Regions from separate parts of the Mus musculus genome. Here region 1 is linked to region 2. Evidence: chromatin contacts called from public HiChIP or PLAC-seq data. All regions are on one chromosome and are shown on one strand. The core of a region is the stretch at or near the end of the contact, and the rest is flanking DNA. Distances in the headings are between cores, read along the strand shown. Region 1 overlaps Lars2 (leucyl-tRNA synthetase, mitochondrial). Region 2 overlaps Exosc7 (exosome component 7).

Region 1 (7,090 bases), core at 1,903-4,402, 290 kb before region 2:
CTCATGAAAGAAAACAGCCTTGTCCCACCCTCTCCACCCCCTCAGTGACATCATTTGGTTGAATATTCAGCAAAGAGATCGGGGATGACTGAAGGCTACCGGAAGCAATCTGAAAGCAAATGCAGAGGATAAATAATGCTAAGAGTCCCATCTAGAGGAATAGGGGTCTCTCTGGGACCCAGGGAGACAGCCTAGTTTTAGCCATGGATATCCCCTTCCTCACTTCCCAGAGCTAAAGTTGACCCCTAGGGTTGGCTCTGCCCTACTCTCCAGTAGGCCTGCACAAATGAGGGCCAAGGAAAAAAAAGGCTTTAATATCTTAGAATATTATTTATATTTAAAGATACAAACATGAAGCCAGAAACTACTCGCTTGTAGATAGAAGTCCTTATTCTCTTGTAGATAAAAGGATGTATAGATAGATGATAGATAGATAGATAGATAGAGAGACAGACAGATGACAGAGACAGATGGAAACAGAGAGGAAGACAGAAAAGACAGGCTACCCTTATAACTAAATGGTCCCAAACCTGAAACACCTGGATCTTCAGGTATACTAGAACCAGAACCAGGGGAGGGATCAGTAGGTCCTTTGTTGGGATTCATGATTGGCCTGATGGAGGACTGACATGCTGAGCCAGCAGGTCCCAGATTAGGGCTTACAGTCAAATCTCCTGGGGAGCTGTAACTCCTGATGTCCACCACTCATGTCTTCGCTATCATCCTTCATTTGGTTGCAATATCTGGGGTAAGACTCAACCATTAGATTGTTAGTTTATTTGTTATGTCTCTTGAGACGAGGGTCTCACATAGCTCAGGATGGTCTCAAACATAGCCCAGTATAGCCTTGAACTCCTAACCTTCCTGTCTCACTTCCCAAATGTTAGGATCATAGGTGTGCATTAGCACACATTTCTTCCAAGTGCCAATATTTTAAAACACTTTGTGAGTGTTTCCATTGTGTTGTCAAGTTTAAAAATGAGCACTCCAAGCCAATGCTCTCAAGTTTTAATGTGCATACAAATCACTCAGGGAACTTGTGTGACTAGGGTAGGGCTGGAAGTCACAGTCCTAACAGTGATGTCAGAGCCATTAATCTAGGGACCAGACTTTCAGCAGCAAGGCTCTAAGCCAGTGATTTTCAGCAGTGGTCCCTGGACCAGTACCACCACCACCACCAACACAACCACCACTTGAACTACCAGCAAAACTTGCACCAGCATCCCAATACCACCACCACCAGCAACACCATGCAAATTTGCTGGAAACAGATCTCTTGGGAAGAGTCAGGATGTTTTAACAAGGCCAGCATGATTCTGATACATGCTCAAGTTTGAGACTCACTGCTTTCAGTCACTTCCCACTTTAGCCTCCCATCCCCAAACAGCCTCTTCCACCAGTTTCTGGTTCATGTAGCTGGTCTTTTTTTTTTTTTGCCCCTCCCCCCACTCCCTATCCTACCCCTGTTAACCGCCTATCACTAAATAGGAGAGAGAGATGGATGAAGGAGAGGGGGCAGAGAGAGAGAGAGAGAGAGAGAGAGAGAGATCCCTGAATCTAATTTCTTTCCTTTTGTTTCTTCTTTGAGCACAACTATTAACAACTGCCCCTGAATGACCAACAACCACCCACCCCACCTATCAGGGCTCTAGCATTTATATGCCCTCTGAAAAGTTTCCAGAATTTGAAATGTCACCCAATCACAGAAACTATCTGCAGCTGGCAAAACTATGCCTCTGCTACAGCATGAAGCAAGTCATAGTCAGCTGCTTCTGACAGTCCAAAACAGCCCCACATCCCTACACCTGGGATTAAAATGAAAGTACATTCTTATAAAATTTCTGGTTTCTTTTTTAAAAGAAACAAAAACTCCAAAATTGTTACTACAGGTTCAGTTCAGCACAGCTGGAGTTCACATCCTGCCGAATATACGAAATCAAACAGGAGATAACCTTGTTTAAACACTGAGTGTTTATATAAGGGTCTGTAAACTTTCATTAAACTAAACAGTCTGTAAACAGTCTGTTAACTCAAGTTAAACTTTAGATGTTAACAGCAAATAATCTGGAGTGAGCAATCATCTTCCCCAGGAAGAGTCAGCTACAGTCACCTAAGAAGCTAAAAATTCTTTGAAAAGATCATTTCTCAAGCAAGATTCTCAAATGAAGTTTTCTAGGGTTGGCTAAGGAACTTCTAGGTCTTGAAGAAGATGAGTCTTTTGTTCTGAGAAACCAAGCAGAGCTACAAGGCTGCTGGGGCGAGGGAGAGCGGAAGGGTGAGCTGGGATAGGACTCTGTAAGAGCGTGTCTCATCACACCAATCTCAGGGGCTTGACTCACAAGTAAGTAAATTTCAGGCACAGGCCAGGGCACCAACCTCAGCAGATCCACTCAGTCTCTCTGTGCCATCGGGTGAAGCTTCAATGACCTCAGAGTAGGGTAGGCCCAGAGCTTGGGCCAGTCTGGTGTCCTCTGAGCTGGTGCTGGGGATTCCTGTTCAGAGATGAAAAATACAAAACGTCAACTCCTCTTAAGTGCTCAAAACAAAGAATCATGCAACAGTGACACACAGCGTTAGCTTCTTAAGGTCCCTTTTAACTCAGAAGACAGAAAGCCACATCAAACTCACTGGATAATGGGACAGAGTCTTAGAGAACCTGGCACCCTAACACAACTGTTTACATTGTTGGACTTATTTTCCTTATATCTTTTTCTCTGGTTTTCCTTCTTCTTAAAAACATAGTTGCAACCCTAAAATCTACCATCTATGCCACGGAAACTATATATTACAAGTATGAGGAGAGCCTCTTGAATAGCCCCCAGTGGCTTCCTGGTGGGAAGCAGTGCTGGCTCCAATGGCATTTTAATTCCCTAGAAGTCTGGAGATTGAAAGCTGGCATTGGAGTCTATGTTGTGTCCCTGAAAACACCAGAGCATTCTGAACAGGCATTTATTCTTCAACCCACACACATCTTCAGGAAATGAGGTGGAGCACAAGAAAATCACCCAGAGGGGTAGAGCCTGCTGTTCTGGCTTCAGCTGAGCACAGAAGCAGGCTTTGGTGGTTGGTTCTCTAGGACAGGGTTCTGAGTGTGGTGCTGCTGACAAAATGGGTGGTTCTGAGCATGGTGGCACAGGGAGTATTCTACCCTATCCTGGCTCCTTTCCAGACCACTTCCTCAGTAGGGACAAACAAAAGATCTCTTGGAGTGGGTTGGTCTGATGCTGCTTGTATTCTAATGCTAAATACTGGCTTCTCAAGACCTGGCTTCCCACAAGCAGATTCTCACATACATCAAGTGATGCTATGTGAACATTGCTCCCCAGTAAAAAGCTAGAGCCTGTGATTGGGCAGTGAAGGGAGAAAGGTGGGACTTGAAGATCAAGTGAAGGGGTTGCAGGCAGAGGGAGCAGAAGACGGGTGGGGGTGGGTGGGGGGGTGGGGGGGTGGGGTGGAGGAGGCTGCCATGAAAGGAGATGGACCATGAGCATGTGGCCAGGGGATACAGCATGTGAAGAGGACATACAACTGGAGAATAAGTTAGGATAGCTCCAAACCTGCCCAATCTAGGCTTGTAAATAAAATACCGGGATCGTGTGTCTTTTATACAGGCTAGCTAGGACTATATATTCATTTCACAATCTCCCAAATTGGTCAAATGTCTCCTGGTGCTGACACCTCTCTCATGGAAAATGTTAAAACATACATGTGGAAGGTCAAACAAGAAGGCTAAGCCAAACAAAACAGTTCCAGAGGGGTGCCTTCAGGTGCAGAGGGCTGACAGTTCTATAGTAGTGCAAGCTGCGTGTTTTGTTGAGGTGCAGTGTGTGAAGGTTGTGTTGGTATTATTCAAGTCTGTACCAGCAGAGAGCTGAGTAATGACCAGATTTTAGTACTGCCATTCTTATGAGAGAGGGTCTCTGGGAGAGGCAGCAGGGATACAGGAAGATTTGCCAGCAGGGCATGGAGGAGGTTAGACATATGGGGAGTGAGAGAGAGGTAACGGGCCACGTGGTGGGACATGGACTATAAGACTTGGCTTAATTAAGTTAGATGAGCTAGCGGGGAGGTAGCCCAAGCTAAGGCCTAAGCTATAATAAAATTTAATAAGTCCCCGTGTCTTATTAAAATTCAAATTCATTATTATTTAAATGCTTGTGGGTTCAGAAAGTCTGGCAATAGTGTTTCCAACTGCGTTGTGACAGAAAACACAAAATAAAGCGAATGGACTGGACTGGGAGGTACGGACACAGGGCAATAGCAAACACTACCAACAGCAGTTTGTAGTCACAGCAGGGAGTCAAGGGTCATTTGCCAGATTTTGATGTCCTGCTTAGGGTGACTCAATGACACTCCAAAGTAGACACTGAAAGGACTTTAGCCAGCCCAAGGAAGGCAAACATGGCTCTGACAGGCCTTGCCTTTCTCCCCATTCCCTCTGCCTTGATAAAAACCATTAGATTATATTCCTAAAGCTAGCCACTGAAGTCTATGCCCTTATTTGTCCACTTCCTCCTCCTGAGGCTGATTATCAAGGTCCAGCTATCAAAGTATAGAAGTCCAGCAATCAAAAGTCCCCTTTGGAACACCTAATTAACATACCCAATTAAAATTAAACACCTCATCATATCATGGAGTTTCCCCTTTTACCTTTATGGGCCACATCTGTCTGTCTGCTCTCTATCCAGAGCCAGTTCTTTGTGCCCCACTGAGACGAACACCCCCTTCCCTTCTCCCATGTTCCCTTCCCTTTCTCCCTTCTCCTCTGTCTCCTGTCTTTTCTCTTATTCCCTGCCCTTTGTCCCTCTGGGGCAAATAAATCTCTTCTATGCTAAGAACTTGGTCTTGGGTATCCTAAGCCAATACCAGTCCCTTTCAGTAGCCATCACATTTATCTGGCCACATTAAGATTACTTGAAAACGTGATCTATTCTAACTGTGCAGGTGGGATAGTGAAAATTCTGCTTTATTTCTTACTTGTCTCTGCTTCTACCCTTAAAAGGCAAGGAACAGTACTTAGAAAATACCAATTATACAACCGAAGGAAATCAAGACAACGGAAAAAAAAATTCCCCATGCTTACCTAAAAACATCTAAATCCTTCAGAACCATTGTGTCGGTGATTTAGCCCAAAATGTCAAACATCCCTTGTCTGCCCCCAAAAAGCCATATTAAGGTTTTTTTCCACTGTTTACTCTGGCTGCTTAAAACTTCTTACTAATTATAAAATGTATGGTTGTAACAGTCAGACATGACCTGAGTGCTCAGTGCCAGCTTTCTGCTTTGACATCTCTTCCAAATGCTTCATCAGAAGTGACCTGAGGTCATTTTAATAGGAACTGTTGCTGCAGCAGCACAGGAAGGGCACTGCTGAGCAGGCTGCTGCTCTGCAGTGTGACTGGGATCTCCAGTGTGATCTGCAGTGTGACAGGAAAGCAAGCCAGAGAGGTGCACAGGTGTGTCCCGAAGGCAAATTTTGGACAGGGCTGTCATTAGATACTTATCCTTTGTTCTCGTTCTGCCCCAGGACAAGAGATGGGTAACACTCATAAATAAGGCTGCCAATGACAAAATGTCTCTCAGGTGCCTTTGTATACTGTTCATGACCCTTTCTTGAGGAGCTCAGATTAGCCTCCTCCACAATTCCAAAACCCAGCTTACAAGGATCATAGGAACTCCCATCTCTACCCTTGCTGGCAGTTTGGTGAGTTTTATTTTGTTTGGTTTGGTTTTGTTAAGACAGGATCTTACTATATAGCCTAGGCTGACTTCAAACTCAAGATCTCTCTCCTCAATGCTGGGACTAGATGCCTGAATTACTACACCTGGCTTGGATTTGGAAATTAAATTTTTAGCCTATGTTGTATTATCCCCATATCATGTGCCTAGGTATTTAAAAACTAACTCATGACTCATGAGCCTAAGCTTTTAAAATTCTCAATAGCAGCCAGGATGACATGAAATACCTAATATGCTTTCCTTAAAAAAAGTAAAATGTATGTATGTATGTATGATTTATGATTTATTAATTATTAATGTGTGTGTGCAGGCACAGGTGGAGGTTTGGAAGATCACTTTCAGAATTAGGTTCCAGGAACTCCACTCAGGTTGGCAGGCTTGAGTGGCAAGCATTCTTATACCCTGAGTTGTTTTGCCATCCCTCCCCTCACCACTCCACCCATATGCATTCAAATACACCGTTTTTGTTGTTGTTGTTTGTATGCTTGCTTTTGTTTGTTTTTGTTTTTGTTTTTAGATGTGGTTTTGCCATGTTTTCCAGGCTTTAAACTTGCTCAGTAGCTATAAGAATTGTTCTTCTTATAGAGGAATTGGGTTCAGCTCCCAATACCCACAAGACAGCTTAAAACCATTTGTAGCTCCAGTTCCAGAAGATTTGATTCCTTCTGACCTCTACAGGCACAGGGCATATACATAGTAGTCAGGCAAAACATTCATACACAAAAAATATGTTTAAAAAAGTTAAACTTGCGATCTCTCTACCGCAGGCTTCTGAGTGCTAGGAATTCAGGTGTGTAGTACTGTGCTCTTGAATATGTAGTTCTTAACTAAATGATACATGGAAGGTGAGGGCTGAGTGCAGCTCATGGTAGAATGCTTTGCCAACAGTGTGTGAACTACTAAATATGATCCTCAGCTTCAAAGGGAAGATTGAAAAAAAAAAAAAGGAACACACAGTTTCACTGAGAAGCAAAACCCATCACAGAATCAATAGTAAACTCCTCCAAGTGACAGCAAGAGCTGTCAGCCCTTTGCCCTTAACCCTGCATAATTTATTAGCATGTATGACATCTAAACAACCACATACCTATTTTTGAATCTAGAGAGCCTTCCAAGTCAGGGTTAGCCATGATAACGATGGGGACCTCCTGCAGGGTGAGCATGCTCACAGCCATCACTGGTGTGAGGCAATCTGAAAACAAGAAAAGATCCATCAGCAAGACATATCCAAGAGCAGACAAGCAAGAAAAAGCATAACATCTCCCATGCTGTGTGCTAATTGCTAAAGAACTAACTGGTCCTTTGAAGAGTATTAGCAGGTAATTTACACCAGTGGATATTAGAAGATTAA
Region 2 (6,872 bases), core at 1,598-4,097:
TGCCTGCATGCTGCCACACTTCCTGTCATGATGATAAATGGACTAAACCTCTAAAACAACAAACCTGCACCCTAAGTTATAAGCCCACCCCCTGCCTAACGACCACCAATGCAGAGGGGAGCAAAAGTTTATATGACTCCCAATACCAGCCAATTGTGTTAAAGGCCACAGTAGCTTTCCAATTAGACATTCACCCCTACCCACAAACCATCCTGCATCGGGGAGGGAGCTGAGCCAGCTTGAATAGAATAAAGACCCTGCTGTGAATTGCACCAGATAGGCTCCTGGGTGTGTTTTGGGGAATCACTAACACTTCCTTGGCACAACTCGGGTCTACAAGTGGACTCTCTGGAGCAACCAAGCGTTACCACTACAAAAAACCAGGGAGAGGGAAAGGATTAGAAAAGATCATCTGGCCTGCTGTCTTGGCTTGAGGTTGGCCTCCAAAATATTACCCAGTGGCCCCTGGAACATCATTCAGGAGCCTAGTGACTGGACAGCATGTCCTTCATCCCTTCTCTAGGTTCCTTCCTCTCTTTTCTTCCCATTATTCCTCTAAGTTTCCTGCCCCGAGTCCAACCACATTGTCCATCACAGTACTGGGCTTAAATCCAGGGCCTTCTACATACACCTCAGTTCCATTTCCTGGATTTTGTTTTTTATTCTTTTGTGGTGCAGCTCTCAGAATACAGCCTATGTATGAAGCCCTTATGGGCAGTTTGCACTTCCCTGTACAAAGCATGGACGGATACATAACAGCAATTCTGGCTCATCTGCTACCCATGCTGACCCTGGATCTGTAAAGCATTCATATTCTCTTGTCTACTCCACTTCTCTCTAGCCAGGCGCACAGCACCAGTGCAGCCGGCCACAGTGGATTCTGACAGGCCACCTGGAGCCCTATCACTTTTACCCCCTCCCCCCCCTCCAACTACACATCTGTGGTACTGTCCCCATCATGTGTCAGAAGAAAGCAGGGAGGGCTGGGTTTCAGCCAGGACAGACACACTAGATTAATATTTCCCTAAGGAAATGTGTGCTAAGCCCTCCACCCTCAAGGCTATCTTATTGTGCTAAGTGTAGAAGCAGAGGTGGAAAACTGGGAAGAGGGTCAAGGCACAATGCAGTTTATTTTTCTGTTTTCCTCCACCGCTTTGAAAACATTTAAAGTCAAAACTGGACAAAACAAGATCTGGGCACCCCACCTAGATCTGCTTAAACATGTGAAATTCTGGCTCTGCATGCAGCTGGCCCTCACACAACCCCTCACAGATGTTTCCTTTCAGCCCCAGCCCTTCTGGCCCTGTGTCAGCAGCAGCGTGGCCTAGCCTGAGGCTGTCTTCCCACACCCTTCAAAGGCCAGAGCATCCAGAATACAGATTTCTAACATGAAAGCAAGGGTGATCCCACCCGTACTCAAAACCAAACACAAATAGCTTTTGACCCTGGCCATCTGTTCAAGTATGTGACTCTGGCCCTGTCTGTGTCCTGGTGCCTGTGTTGGGTAGGTCTTGGGAGGCCAAGCTCCCAGCCTGGTCTCATGGGGCTCACAATACTTGAGGATAGAAAGTGAAGCAGGATTCCCATGATCCAGATCTGGAGACACCTAGCAGGTGTCTTCTGGATACACTCCTATTCCATAGACTCATCACTTGTCCCATGTGCCATCTTCTCAAGGGACACACAGGAGTCACCTGTGGGAGAGTTAGTGGATAGCCTGCAAGGTTAAGGGAACAAGGGCAGTGCTGTATGCCCACCTCTTCCAGAAAAGCAGAGGGGTGTTGAACTTAGTTCTCTGCCTACATGATTAGTGCTCCTGTTGCTTCCGGCCTCCAGGATGTCTAAACTCAAACTCCTCTCCCACACATTGTCTTGGGCTTTGGCAGGTGTGGGCCCAGCGCTGTTTGGGGGATAATGCAGATTAAAAACCATCACACAAGCATCAAAGGTGTTGCTGGGGCCTGATCCACAGCCTACACTCTGAGTCTGCAAAGGCCCTCGGGAAGAGAGTAGCTGGTGACAGACTACTTACTTTCTGCAGAAGGTCCCTCTTCTGCAGGATCTTAGGGCATGCCATATTCTTAGCTTTCAGAGCATACCCCTTCTCTCTGGAGAACTTTGGGTAGTGACCCAAACAAGTTTCTACTAGCTATATATCCTTCTCCCTTCATGAAAAACAAGCCACCAAGTGTTCTATGACCCTGGCTCCCTCACTGCTGTCCCAACGTACAGAACCAACTTACCTACAAACTGGAGTTTTCCTCTCTCACCAATTTTCCCAAAGAGCCAGAGGAAGATGAGAGGTGAACAGGGGGGTGGCATATGAATCCGGGTGCCCTGTCCCAGGCTTGTGCCCATAGTACTGCTGTGGTAACCTCAACATTCATTTTTACTACCCATGGGCACATACAAAAGCACTAAAAGTGGTCACTGTCCTACACAGACAAAGTGATCGAGTGGAAGCGGTCCTTGGAACCGAGGCTTGTGCACCTCATTCACATTTGAGGCACCTCTCTGCACCACCACCGCTAATCACTCCTCGTGGGTACACAATGGGCACAGGGCAGAGGATAAAGCCTGTCTCCTGCCTTGTTGGGTAACATGGCATCTGTTGTGGCATGCACTGGGAAAACACAACAGCCCAGCTATGCTATCAGTAGGTAAGCAGCTTCCCAGGGACACACAAATCCAGCTACTTCTTTGCAGGGATGGATGGACCTGGTCACACGAGGGAGGGCCCATGCCTGGGCCTCTGAAATTAATGCACGAGGGCTGCAGCCCACACTGCTCTTTCCATTAGATGATAAGTTCCTAACACCTCGCCCTATTTGGCTGACTCAATGCAGAATGCAAATACCTCTGGCTGAAATGTTCTCCATGAGTCAGCTCCCTCCCAAGGGCCCAGTAAGACTGATTTAGGAGCTTTAGCTCTCCTGGAAAACACACAAATACTCCTGTATGCACGAAGCCTGAATTCCACCATGCTGCACTGTGAGTAGACTATCTTCCTTACTGTCCCCAGACAACTAAAGCTGGCTAGTAAGTCAAATGACAATAGTCCTTAAGCAGCCTTTATAGTGCTGATACAACACGGCCATCTTATGAAACATCAGGGCGGGGTTATAAAACACAAAGGAATTTGAAAACAAGACTGGAGTCTGATATGCCAGAACATGCCTGCAACCTAATCCCGAGCAGGAAGACTTGGAGTTCAAAGGCATCACTGGGCTACATAAGACTCTGACTCAAAACAAAAGCAGAAAAATCTAAGAAAGGTAGGATAGGATGGGGAGGGACCCAAGTGTCCACTAAGCCCCTGACCCAAGGAAGGATCTTCTGGGTCTCTTGGCTGGCAGGACCTGGTAAGGTTACCTGGCAGGTACAGGCAGGAGGCCTGGGCCCTCCTCTGTGGCCATGGCTTCCTTATTCCTGACCCTCAGAAGCACCAAGTACACGGTGGGTGGGAGTGGTTTGAATTGATTGATGATTGATTAATTTTTGTGACACGGTTTCACTATGTAGGTCTCACTTAGCTAGCCTGGAATTCACTATGCAGAGTAGGCTAGCCCCACACTCATAGTAATCTACTTACTTCTGCCTTGCTGGTCTTGGGATTAAAAGTTTGTGTCACCAAACCTGGCACTGTGATTTTTAGTGCAAAAGTTTTATAAAGAAAAAAATAATTCACAAAATACTTACTGCAGGAGCCAGGCAGTGGTGGCGCACGCCTTTAATCCCAGCACTTGGGAGGCAGAGGCAGGCAGATTTCTGAGTTCAAGGCCAGCCCGGTCTACAGAGTAAGTTCCAGGACAGCCAGGGCTACACAGAGAAACCCTGTCTTGAAAAACCAAACACCAAAAATAAAAAAAAAAAAACCCAAAAAACCAACCAAACAAAAAAAACCAAACTTATTGCCGGAGGCTATTTCTTTAAAGCACTTTCTCCGAGGAGTCTGATTGGAGACTGGGTCTTGTTAAATTGTCTCAGCTTGAACCCTCCCCAGTGCAAGTATTCAGTCTATGCTACCATGTCTAGCTCCTGCAGGGTCTTTACTTCAGTGTTTGCTGTCATTCTCTCGTACTTTAAAGCAGGCAGCTCCCGACTCACTTCAATTCCATCCTGGCAGCAGACTGCTAAGCAGGATGGTGTCTTGGTATAAAGCTGGAGATGCTAACAACACCAATGGACCAAAAAAAATAGACTTTATTTTTACATTTACAAATGTGGAATTAAATTTTGACAATTAAGAGAAATATATACAAACCAGTGTCAATGAAAAGTGAGGCAACCAACGTGCAGTGGAGAGAAATCACCCCAGGAACCCGACTCTCGGCCTCTTGGGCCCCAGGCTTTCTTCCTTGTGCAGAAGGCTCTGCAAGGACACGTGCAGCACCTTGCCCACTCGCTTGCTGCTCTGTAGGATGACAGGGACAGGACAGAGGTCACCTGCTAGTGAGGTACAAACTGACCAGAAGCCCCCACCTGCTGGCTAGTCTGCCCAATACCTACACATCTGTCTGCATCACAGAACTTTTAAAGCAGCTTTTCATTTGCCCTACAAATTAGGTATACATTCCACAGAGCTACACTCCAGCTCACTAACAGAAAGACCAGAACAGTCTTTCAATAAATACAACATGAACTCTAAACCCCAACAGCATCACAGTTACACCCTGGAGATCCTCTAAATACACCAAGCATGAAGGGCCAGGGAAGACTGCCCAACCATCAGTGCTCCTGTGGCCACGACAAACAGCCACATTGCCAACCAAAGCTGTCCAAGGCACTGTTTTATAATAAGGATAAAAGACCACAGAGAACCCTCCGGCTGAAGAGCAGACTGCCAGGCCATCTTACTAATAAGCCATTCCTAACTCAGCTGACAGCAGCCTCCCAGGTCAAGTCTCAGGTGCCTAAGTCTGCCCCTTGGCTACCTGCAGAGCTGCATTAGAATAGAACAGGTCAGACTACCTACTACTTTAGCCATTAGCACCCAAACAGCAGACAGGCTAGAAAAAAACAAAACAAAACAAAACTAAATAAATGCACAGAATGTCCCAAACCCCCCAAATAAAATCTTTGATATCTTGGCTCCAGGCTCATGAATCACTTTACGATTATAATGTATCAACCTCAAGTCTCTACTGAAAACTTTGAGTGTTCTCACAGCCTATGACTGTGACAATGACACTGGATTGGATCTTAGTGTCAGAGAGAAAGGCACCAAGCCTACAGACCCCAGTCCCAGGCCAGTCATAACCTTTGGGTCTATCCTGGTGCCAGCTGTCATGTGAGATGAGCCTCCAGATATGAAAACTTATGAAAAGATTATTGTGGATTAGAGTTCAGACTCCCAGCACCCAGTAAATGTTGGGCAGATGTGGTAGCAAACTTGTGATCTCAGCTTACAGAGAGCCAGAAGCAGGGATCCCTACAATAAGCTGGCTGGCTAGATTAATGAGCTCTGGGTTCAAGTGAGAGATCCTGCCCCAATACACATAGTGGAGAATGACTGAGGAAGACACTCAGTGCCAACCTCCGATCTACACAGACACACACACACTTACATGAGCAAGAACCTCCCCACATGCACACTCACACATATGCAAACATGCACATATGCATGCATACACACACAAACACACACATCCTCCACTACAGAAAGATGTTCAAGTCTAACAAACAGGTGGTCTGACTACCCATGCAAATGAAGGTGGGAGAAAGATAAGAAGAGGTAAGAGCAAGGACAACAGGAGTGGAGAGCAGAGGCCACAGCCTGCAGAGATAAGTTGTTCTTTGAGCCACATTTGCAGACCCCATTCTTAGGTTAGGGAGGCCCAGGCTCAGCTCACTGATGGAGCTAATTTCCCAACCACTGTAACCCTGACCCTAAGCTCTTGGCAAATACAGGCTGACAGCCCTGGAGGCACAGCTACAACACTTCAGAGAGACCTGCTTATCTTTTACATGCCTCAGGTTCTTCATCTCAAAAAAATGTGAATAACTATGGGGGATAACAGATTGGGAAAAACACTAAGTTCCTGGCATGTAGTACACAATAAATCTTTGCTATTGTTTAAAACACCTGTATTTCTGTTGCAGGATGCTTGATTGCTCTGTGAATCCTGAGATTATGTTATTTACTGAAAAAACACAACACAACAAAACAAAACTGTTTCTAGTTGTGGTGCGGCTCAGTCCTTAGGACATACCTTTAATCCCTTTGGCTAGAATACAGACATGACCTTAGTACACACCTTTAGTCCCAAACAATGAAGGTAAAGTTTGTAGAAGGAAGCACCCATGTTTAAAAGTGATGTCTAATTGAGTGGCAAAGTGATGAATCAGAGAAAGAGCTGATAAAATAGGATATGTATAACTCTCAGTAGAAGAGTGGCGAGGGAAGCTACTTGGGGGCAGTGCAGAGAGAGGAAGGAGGCAGTTTTACCAGGACAGTTGTACCAGAGACATGTTGCAGAGAGAGTTAAAATAAGCTAGACACAGGTGAAGATGGAATGGGCTGAAGAATGATAAGGAGCCAGAAGATTAGAACAGAGTTAGTCTGAGGCCAAGCAGAGCAATTAAGAAAAGCTGAGAGAAGCCAGTTTGAATCAATCAGGTTAGAAAGAAGTTTGAGACAGAATGGCTGAGTTGATTAGCCAGCCAGTGTTCAGAGAGAGCAAAGAACCATTAGCTCATTCAGTAAGTCTCAGAGGCTGAAAACATCCTCGGCCTAGGTAAGACTGTACAGGGGCTGGAAGCTTTCCAGGACGAGGCCTAGGTTAGCAGACTGAGGCAGCAAGCTTCAGAGTCAACAATCATTCTGGCACGTAAAGGACACTTTTACAGATTTCTCATTCAGTCCTCTGGGT

What was found. HiChIP or PLAC-seq counts read pairs in DNA pulled down with a chosen protein or histone mark.
Region 1: an HNF4G HiChIP or PLAC-seq map of pancreatic cancer cells shows a contact between it and region 2. The contact joins two enhancer-like sites. A contact is called at or near these places in 1 of 15 datasets of contacts at CTCF or cohesin (large pre-B cells), 13 of 484 Hi-C or Micro-C datasets (ECoMG-derived neutrophils, the G1E-ER4 cell line, Th17 cells and 8 more), 2 of 115 datasets of contacts at active chromatin or transcription factors (fibro-adipogenic progenitors and pancreatic cancer cells) and 2 of 9 other capture datasets (adipose tissue and liver).

What each region holds. Positions count from the first base shown.
Region 1 is chr9:123,427,288-123,434,377 of GRCm38.p6, reverse strand. It overlaps Lars2 (leucyl-tRNA synthetase, mitochondrial), which reads right to left. Exons shown (of 21, transcript NM_153168.3): 10 at 6,827-6,931; 11 at 2,377-2,492. Among named protein-coding and RNA genes, the nearest start is that of Gm40586, 33 kb to the left of the region's middle. Within about 2 kb of position 3,152, at least 36 of the 459 cell types and tissues checked have an H3K27ac peak or open chromatin away from gene starts, as enhancers often do. A contact at or near this core is called in pancreatic cancer cells, where this site is marked.
Region 2 is chr9:123,133,441-123,140,312 of GRCm38.p6, reverse strand. It overlaps Exosc7 (exosome component 7), which reads right to left. Exons shown (of 8, transcript NM_001081188.1): 8 at 4,184-4,414. The coding sequence ends at 4,310. Among named protein-coding and RNA genes, the nearest start is that of Clec3b, 14 kb to the left of the region's middle. Within about 2 kb of position 2,847, at least 79 of the 459 cell types and tissues checked have an H3K27ac peak or open chromatin away from gene starts, as enhancers often do. A contact at or near this core is called in pancreatic cancer cells, where this site is marked.